Linked DNA regions of Mus musculus: region 1 is linked to region 2. Evidence: chromatin contacts called from public Micro-C data. All regions are on one chromosome and are shown on one strand. The core of a region is the stretch at or near the end of the contact, and the rest is flanking DNA. Distances in the headings are between cores, read along the strand shown. Region 1 overlaps Sar1b (secretion associated Ras related GTPase 1B). Region 2 overlaps Sec24a (Sec24 related gene family, member A (S. cerevisiae)).

Evidence for each region. Hi-C and Micro-C count contacts between places; a contact is called where the count stands out from the background.
Region 1: a Micro-C map of embryonic stem cells shows a contact between it and region 2, with 2.7 times the contacts expected there. The contact joins two enhancer-like sites. A contact is called at or near these places in 5 of 15 datasets of contacts at CTCF or cohesin (CD8 T cells, the NIH/3T3 cell line, embryonic stem cells and 2 more), 50 of 484 Hi-C or Micro-C datasets (the AML12 cell line, B cells, the Ba/F3 cell line and 28 more), 5 of 115 datasets of contacts at active chromatin or transcription factors (effector CD8 T cells and embryonic stem cells) and 1 of 9 other capture datasets (embryonic stem cells).

What each region holds. Positions count from the first base shown.
Region 1 is chr11:51,783,508-51,787,424 of GRCm38.p6, forward strand. All of the region lies in intron 4 of Sar1b (secretion associated Ras related GTPase 1B), which reads left to right. Among named protein-coding and RNA genes, the nearest start is that of Sar1b, 22 kb to the left of the region's middle. Within about 2 kb of position 2,359, at least 6 of the 459 cell types and tissues checked have an H3K27ac peak or open chromatin away from gene starts, as enhancers often do. A contact at or near this core is called in embryonic stem cells, where this site is marked.
Region 2 is chr11:51,702,455-51,706,322 of GRCm38.p6, forward strand. It overlaps Sec24a (Sec24 related gene family, member A (S. cerevisiae)), which reads right to left. Exons shown (of 23, transcript NM_175255.3): 19 at 1,822-1,959. Among named protein-coding and RNA genes, the nearest start is that of 0610009B22Rik, 16 kb to the left of the region's middle. Within about 2 kb of position 1,372, at least 31 of the 459 cell types and tissues checked have an H3K27ac peak or open chromatin away from gene starts, as enhancers often do. A contact at or near this core is called in embryonic stem cells, where this site is marked.

The sequences.
Region 1 (3,917 bases), core at 1,109-3,608, 82 kb after region 2:
CAGCAAGTGTGGGAGGACTGTCCTGAACCCTGAGCTGAACTTCTGTGGACTTCCTGTCCGTTTTTTTTATACCCCAATAACTCTTAGCATGTGGGTCACATGGTACAGCACAAGTAGCAAATGCTCCAGACCTAAAGGCCCCCTAAAGCCTGGTGTTAGTGTGGGGTGCCAACCCACAGTGCTGATGCTGTGTGAGGGCATACCACCTCACATGGGCTTCATTCCCAGCTCCATAAATAATAATAATAATAATAATAAGGTATTTTTAAAGCCTGTGACATATATTTGGAAAAGACTTTCAGTGGCTGTGGCTAGTGAAAGCACATTTAAGACACATGTGTTAATCTCTGGGGTATAAAGATTAGAGAATTAGAATCTAGAGCTGGGAGGATGGCTTGGTGGGTCAGAGTGCTTCCCTTGCAAACCTGAAAACCAAGTTCAATTCCAGCATTCACAGCGAAAGGAGAGAGCAGACTTCACGGGCTATCCTCTAAACTCCACAAGTTGCTCTGCACGCACACACTTGTACTCACAGGTACATCATTAGTAATACTACTACTAATAATATACATAGATAAAATATAGAATCAAATGGAGTTTGCTTGAAATTTCATCTCTACAATATTTTTCAGCTAGGCCATAAAGCTCAAGTCATTAGTTACTTCTCATCAGAGTAGTCTAAAAATTGTTTTCTCAGGCTGGAGAGTTAAGAGCACTTGTTATTCTTCCAGAGGCCCACATGGCTAATTGACAACTGTCTTTAGCTCCAGTTCTAAGGGCTCTGGTGTCTTCTGACTTCCACAGGAACCAGGTACACACAGTACACATACATACATACATACATACATACATACATACATACATGCAGGCAATACACGCATGCACATAAAATAATAAAATTTATTTTTTAAGAATAAAAATTGAGCCTGTGGTGATGGTGCCCACCTTTAATCCTAGCACTCAGGAGGCAGAGGGCAGCCTGTTCTATAGAGTGAGTTCTAGGACAGCCAAGGATGTCCCTGTTCCAAAACCCTGTCTCAAGAAAAAAAATTACCTTCCTGATTTTTTTTTTTTTTTTTTTTTGGTTTTTCGAGACAGGGTTTCTCTGTGTAGCCCTGGCTGTCCTGGAACTCACACTGTAGACCAGGCTGGCCTCGAACTCAGAAATCCGCCTGCCTCTGCCTCCCGAGTGCTGGGATTAAAGGCGTGTGCCACCACGCCCGGCTTTACCTTCATGATTTTTTTATAGACTTTAGTTAATTAATTTTTAATAAAAAATCAAAGAATTATTTGTAAAAAGTCTTTGATACATATATACATATAATTTTACCACTTATTAAAGATTAAGGCAAATTTGCATACTAATAAGATGGCTATATTTGCTTGTTTTTACATAAAGAATTAAATGATAGCTGAATATTTTTACTGTGAGACAGAATCTGTAACATTTTTCAAATTCCCTTTTTTTTCTGAGACAAGGTTTCTCTGTGTAGCCTTGGCTGTCCTGAAACTCGCTCTCTAGATCAGACTGGCCTCAAACTCAAGACCCACGCCAGGCCTGGCTCTTTCTTTCTCTTTTTAAGATTTATTTACTTTTATATGTTTGGGTGTTTAATGATTTAATGATTTTTACCCTCTTTTTATGCAACCGCAATCAGCAACTTAAGTAAAAGGGTTTTTTTGTTTTTTGTTTTTTTGTTTTGGATTTATTTATTTATTATATGTAAGCACCCTGTAGCTGTCTTCAGACACACCAGAAGAAGGCATCAGATCTCATTATGGGTGGTTGTGAGCCACCATGTGGTTGCTGGGATTTGAACTCGGGACCTTCAGAAGAGCAGTCAGTGCTTTTACCCGTTGAGCCATCTCGCCAGCCCTAAGCAACAGTTTTTAAAATAAGTCATTCAAAAACAGTACAATGCAGAGCTATATTAGTTTGATACTTACATTCTGAGAAACGGTGGTAGGAAAATATTGAAAGTCTTTGCTTTCTGAAATTAAACCATATCTTTCTTTCTTTTTTTATAAATTTATTTCATGTGCATTAGTATTTTGGCTACATGTATGTCTATGTGAGGGTGTCAGATCCTCTGGAACTGGAATTACACACAGTTGTGAACTGCCGTGTGGGTGCTGGAAACTGAGTCAATCCAGGTTCCCTGGAAGAGCAGCCAGTGCTCTTAACCACTGAGCCACCTCTCCAGCCCGTTATGTTTCTAGAAGAACAGAAAACTGTCTGCACAGCTAAGACCTTGCAGTTCCTCACATGGTAGTCGGGAATCCGAGCCAGGGCATCTGAAGCAGTGTTGCTTGGAGCTGTGTGGTGTGATGTGCCCAGTACATGTTCATGTGGTTGCACCAAGACTGCGGGGAAGCCAAGTGCTGCAACAGACGCACGTGAGCCAGCAGTGCCGGAGACACACCAGAATCAAGGCGCTCCGGTTTTTTAGTTTGTTTTTGTTCTTGAACATTCAGAAACCTTTGACTGTTATCAGATTTTTCTTGACCTACATTTTAAGAACCTGAAGAATGGGCTGGAGAGCGGGCAGAGTGGTTAAGAGCACTGAATGCACTGACCGGCTTTAATTCTCTCACTTACGTGATGCCTCCCAACCTTCTGTAACTCCAGTTCCAGGGGATCTGATGCCCTCTGCTGGCCTCTGTGGGGACTGCATGCACGTGGACAGACACACATACATACCAGCACAACTCATACACATAAAATAAAAACATTTAAAAAGCTGGGGTAAAATGCATGTGTACCAGGAATTCCCCAGGAAAGGGATAGAAAAAAATAAGTGAGATATCAGATCCCAGTTTTTCCACTCTGATGAAAATGGAAACTTAGGGCTGGAGAGACGGCTTAGTGGTTGAGAATGCTTGTTGCTCTTGCAGAGGACCTAGGTTCAAGTCTTAGCAACCACATGGAGATTCACAGCCACCCATAGCTCCAGTTCCAGGGAATCCAGCTCCTTTTGTTCTTCTTGGCTCCCAGGCACATATGCGCTGCATAGACACGTATGCAGGCAAGCACTTATGCATAAAAAGTGCAATAAATCCAAGAAAACTGTCACCTCTCAAATGCAAAGAGCTCGATGAATACCAAGCACAATGTGATGCAAACAACACTAAAGCCCCAGAAATGAAAGTGCTCGGGCCATTAACTGAGAAGAACACCTAGAGGAGGGAAGCAGAAAGACATGGGGCCCGCAGAGATCGCAGCTAAGAGAGAGGAAAGCATATCAGGCCAGGAGGTGGCTCAGTAGCCGTGGGCGCTTGCTGCCGAGTTGAGTATAAGGAGAGAGCAGACGCCCAACATTTGTTTTCTGACTTCCACACGTGCTTCCCCCCACTCTCACACACAGAAATAAGAAATCAAAGCAGAGAAGCAGCACATTTGTCATGAGAAACAAGGTAAGCTTGAAGACAGTGGAGAAATGTTTCTCTACTACTGAAAGAAAATGCTTTTTGTTTAGATTTACTTACTTGAGTATTTTTCACACATGCTTGTCTGTGTACCTCGTGTGCCTGGTGCCCTCAGGGTCAGAAGAGGGCATCGGATTCCCTGGGACTAGAGTTAGAGATGATTGTGAAAAGCTAGTGGGTGCTGGGACAAAGCCTTGGTCCTCTGGAGGGAGGAGCATCCAACTTAAGCACGGAGCCATGGCTCCAGCCTCCATTTGAATGCTCTCAGAGTTGAGGAAGAAATGTTCTTACAAGGCTATATGTTGACCATTTTGTCCCTAGCTGGTGGCACTATTTAGAATATTTTCATTAATTAAATTTGTTTTCTGGGGCTGGTGAGATGGCTCAGTGGGTAAGAGCACCCGACTGCTCTTCTGAAGGTCCGAAGTTCAAACCCCAACAACCACATGGTGGCTCACAACCACCCATAATGAGATCTGACTCCCTCTTCT
Region 2 (3,868 bases), core at 122-2,621:
CCACCATGTGGTTGCTGGGATTTGAACTCTGGACCTTTGGAAGAGCAGTCGGGTACTCTTACCCACTGAGCCATCTCACCAGCCCCTTGACTTTGGTTTTTAAAAATTAAATTGAAAAATATAATATATAGTGAACAGATAAGTGACATTAGTGAAATACAACTAATAATAGATTAATCAAGTCTCTCTCCTTTTTTCTTTCCTCCTCCTCTTCTTCCTCCTCTTCTTCCTCCTCTTCTTCCTCCTTTTCTTCTTCCTCTTCCTCTTCTTAGAGTTTTTGAATTTTGTTTCTGAGGCAGGGACTGATTTCAAACTCATGAGCTCAAGTGATCCTCTTGTTTTAGCCAAAGTTGTTTGAACTATAGGAATAAGCCATTTAGGTATAGCCCAGGAAACTATAAAGTTAAACATTAGGAACAACTGGTAAGAGCCTTCTGTGCTGGCTATCTTATGTCCACTTGGCACAAGCTAGAGTCACCTGAGAAGAGAAAACTTTAACTGAGAAAATGCTCCCACCAGATTGGCATTTCCCTCAATTAGTGAGTAATGTGAGAAGAGCCCGTTGTGGGCAGTGCCCGGGGGTAGAATTTTTCCTGTCCAATTACATTAGAATATTAGTGCAGCAGGAAGCTTGTGATTGGACAGGGAAAAGGGAGGCAGAACAAAGAGTTGCAGGGACAGAGAGCAGATGAACAGGAAGATCCTGATCCCACGGGGGTGGGATTGGTTTTAAGTAGCCACAGGTAGTTATAAACATCATATAGGGATAGAATAATTGGGATAACTTGTCTGATCTAGGTGGGCAGCTTGTATCATTATCATTTGGCCCTGAAATTATTGTGTAGGCATCTTGTGAATTGAGAATTTATTGATATAAATAATAAATAAATCTTTTAAAAAAGGTCAGATATATGTAAGTACACTGTAGCTGTCTTCAGACACTTTTTCTTCTCTCTCCAGTCTTGCTTGCTCTGGCCCAGATTTCTTTCTTTATTATGTAAAGTACGCTGGCTGTAGCTGTCTTCAGACACCCCAGAAGAGGGCATCAGATTTCATCACAGATGATTGTGAGTCATCATGTGGTTGCTGGGACTTGAACTGGGGAGCTTTGGAAGCGCAGTCAGTGCTCTTAACTGCTGAGCCATCTCTCCAGCCCTCTAAATCTGACTTGTTAATTATAAGCTTCTAGAGTTTTGTTTCTACTGGGTTGCTGGGTGTTGAGGTGCTGACTGCTGGGTGGATGGTCGTTGCGGTGCGTTGCGTGTGGCTGGCATGGCAGCCAAGAGAAGGGAACACAGGAGCTCTGGTCCTGCTGGAGAGTGGGCGGATGAAGTGCAGGAGCTTGGTGGTTCTTTTTAAATATTTCCCGCAACAGCGCCCCCTATGGTCTGGTGGTCTTGGCTGTGTAAGAAGCCTGACTGAGTAAGCCATAGAGAAACCTGTACACAGCACCCTCCATGGCTTTTCCATCAGCTGCTGCCCTGCGTTCCTGCCCTAACTTCTTTGATGATGAACTCTATGCTAAAAGAAGCCCTTTCTTCCAAGTTGACTTTGGTCATGGTGTTTTCTCACAGCAATAGACACTCTGAGACACCTTGTATACTATATCTGTATCTTTAAATCTCAAATTAGAAAAAAAGAGAGTATGTCTTAGAAAACTTAAAGTTAATATTTTCAGGAATGTCCCTAACTATCAAAGTTTCTGTACATTTACCTAGGAAAAAACAAACAAGGATTTAGGTAACAAACTCATTTCTGTACAGAATATAATCAGGCTTCACGTTTTTCGGAAGAAGCCACAGAACAGGGAGTTGGTCTTACCTCATCTGAGAGGTTGTCAACTCTGTACAAACTGGGATGTGTTGTGAGCATGAGGTGAACCAATGGCTGGCTTTTCACTTGACACATGGCAAAAATTCGTTCATCTAGACGTATACTTGTCCCAGTCTGGAAAGATTTCTGCAATAAAACAACACCCCGCCTCCCAACATTAGAAAAAGAGTTTTGTAAATGTCAATTGCTAAAAGATTATCATTAGACAGAATTAGCAAATTTATCATAAATTATTTTATCTTTGAAGAAGTCATTACCCTGTAGCCTCATCTGGAAGTCTCAACTAGTCAATACCTGACCATTGCTAAGTCACCCGATCTCCTGGTGTCTGTTTCCTCACTGCTAGGCTAGGCCTAACTGCAGTGACTGTGATGGAGCTGAGAAGCCTGGGAAGGATGGTACCCTGGCGACAAGATAAAGGTACACATGGCATAGCAAGAAGACCCCAGCAAGTGTGCCACGTCTGCTGGATGGTAATTGTTTCTTCCACAACGAGAGACATTAAAACTCAATACAGCAGATCCCACGGCCTCTGAAGCAGGGTGGTACCACACATGAGGACAGTGGCAGAGCAGAGCTGAGGCTGGGACAGTTTTAGTGCTGTAGTAGCTGCACTCAGGCTGGCGGAGCTGTGAGGTGAGGGCTAGTGTCTCAGTTGGTGGAGAGGAATACAAGAGGCAGAGAACAATGAATATTCACAGACTGAATGTGACTAGAACGCCTTCTCCAGGCAGGTTCAGGTAAACTGAGGCATCTGCAGGAAGCAAGAGTGTTTAATAACAGCAGAGCCTCAGTCTGTCACATGTCACTCACTGATGGCTCTATGCCAGGTGCTCCTCTATGGTGACTTTGCCAAAGAACCCAGACCAGCTTTTATGCCCAGGTCACTAACTTGTGAGGCTCCCCTAGAACAAGGCTGCCCTGGAAAGAGTCTGGGCAATTTTGTTCAATGATGTCTCTCCCATCCCCCTACAACATGCAGCACACTGTAAGCACTCAGCATGTGTCGAAAGCTGGTGGTCTAGCTCATCGCACAGAGGCTTTTTGGCATACCACGAGAAAAATTTTAGTGAATTATTTCACCTGTTAGTATTAAATAAATAGGGCCTGGAGAGATAGCTCAGTGATCCAGAGCACTGGTTGGTCTTGCAGAAGACCCAAATTCAGTTCCCAACACCCACATAGTGGCTTACAACCATCTGTAACTCCAGTCCCAGAAGATCTGATGTTTTCTGGCCTCCACAAGCACTAGGCACACTTGCAAGCAAAACACACAGACACAGAAAGTAAAGTAAATTTAAAACAAAGTATAAAAAAAATAATCACTGCACTTTTTTTCCAAGACAGGGTTTCTCTGTGTATCCCTGGCTGTCCTGGAACTCACTCTGTAGACTAGGCTGGCCTCGAACTCAGAAATCCACCTGCCTCTGCCTCCTTAGTGCTGGGATTAAAGGCGTGCGGCTACCACGCCCGGCAATCACTATATCTTATAGGTGAAATAATGCACTTACATCTTTTTCACTTACTGTTATTACATACTAGGTGCTGTGATTAAATAATGAATAAAAAAAGACAAAACCTTCCCAGCACTCGGGAGGCAGAGGCAGGCGGATTTCTGAGTTCGAGGCCAGACTGGTCTACAAAGTGAGTCCCAGGACAGCCAGGGCTACACATAGAAACTCTGTCTCAAAAAACCAAAACCAAAAAAAAAAAAAAAAAAAGACAAAAACTTTTGTATTCATGGTTTACTTCCTGAAAAAGGAGAAATAAAGGTGAATATAAAAATACACTCAAGATTTAGAGGTAGGTGGATCTCTGTGAGTTCAAGATCAGCCTGGTCTACAAAGTGAGTTCTACAATGAGGGTTACACGGTAAGACCTTGTCTCAACAACAAAAAAAGGAAAAATAATAAATCAGCAAACTGTGGTCAGTGATAACTGACATAGAAAAAATGTAGGAGGCAAGAGGAACGAAGGTGTCGCAGTGCTGCATGATGGGAAGGGATGACAGTGCTGTATGTCTAACTTTGAGAGT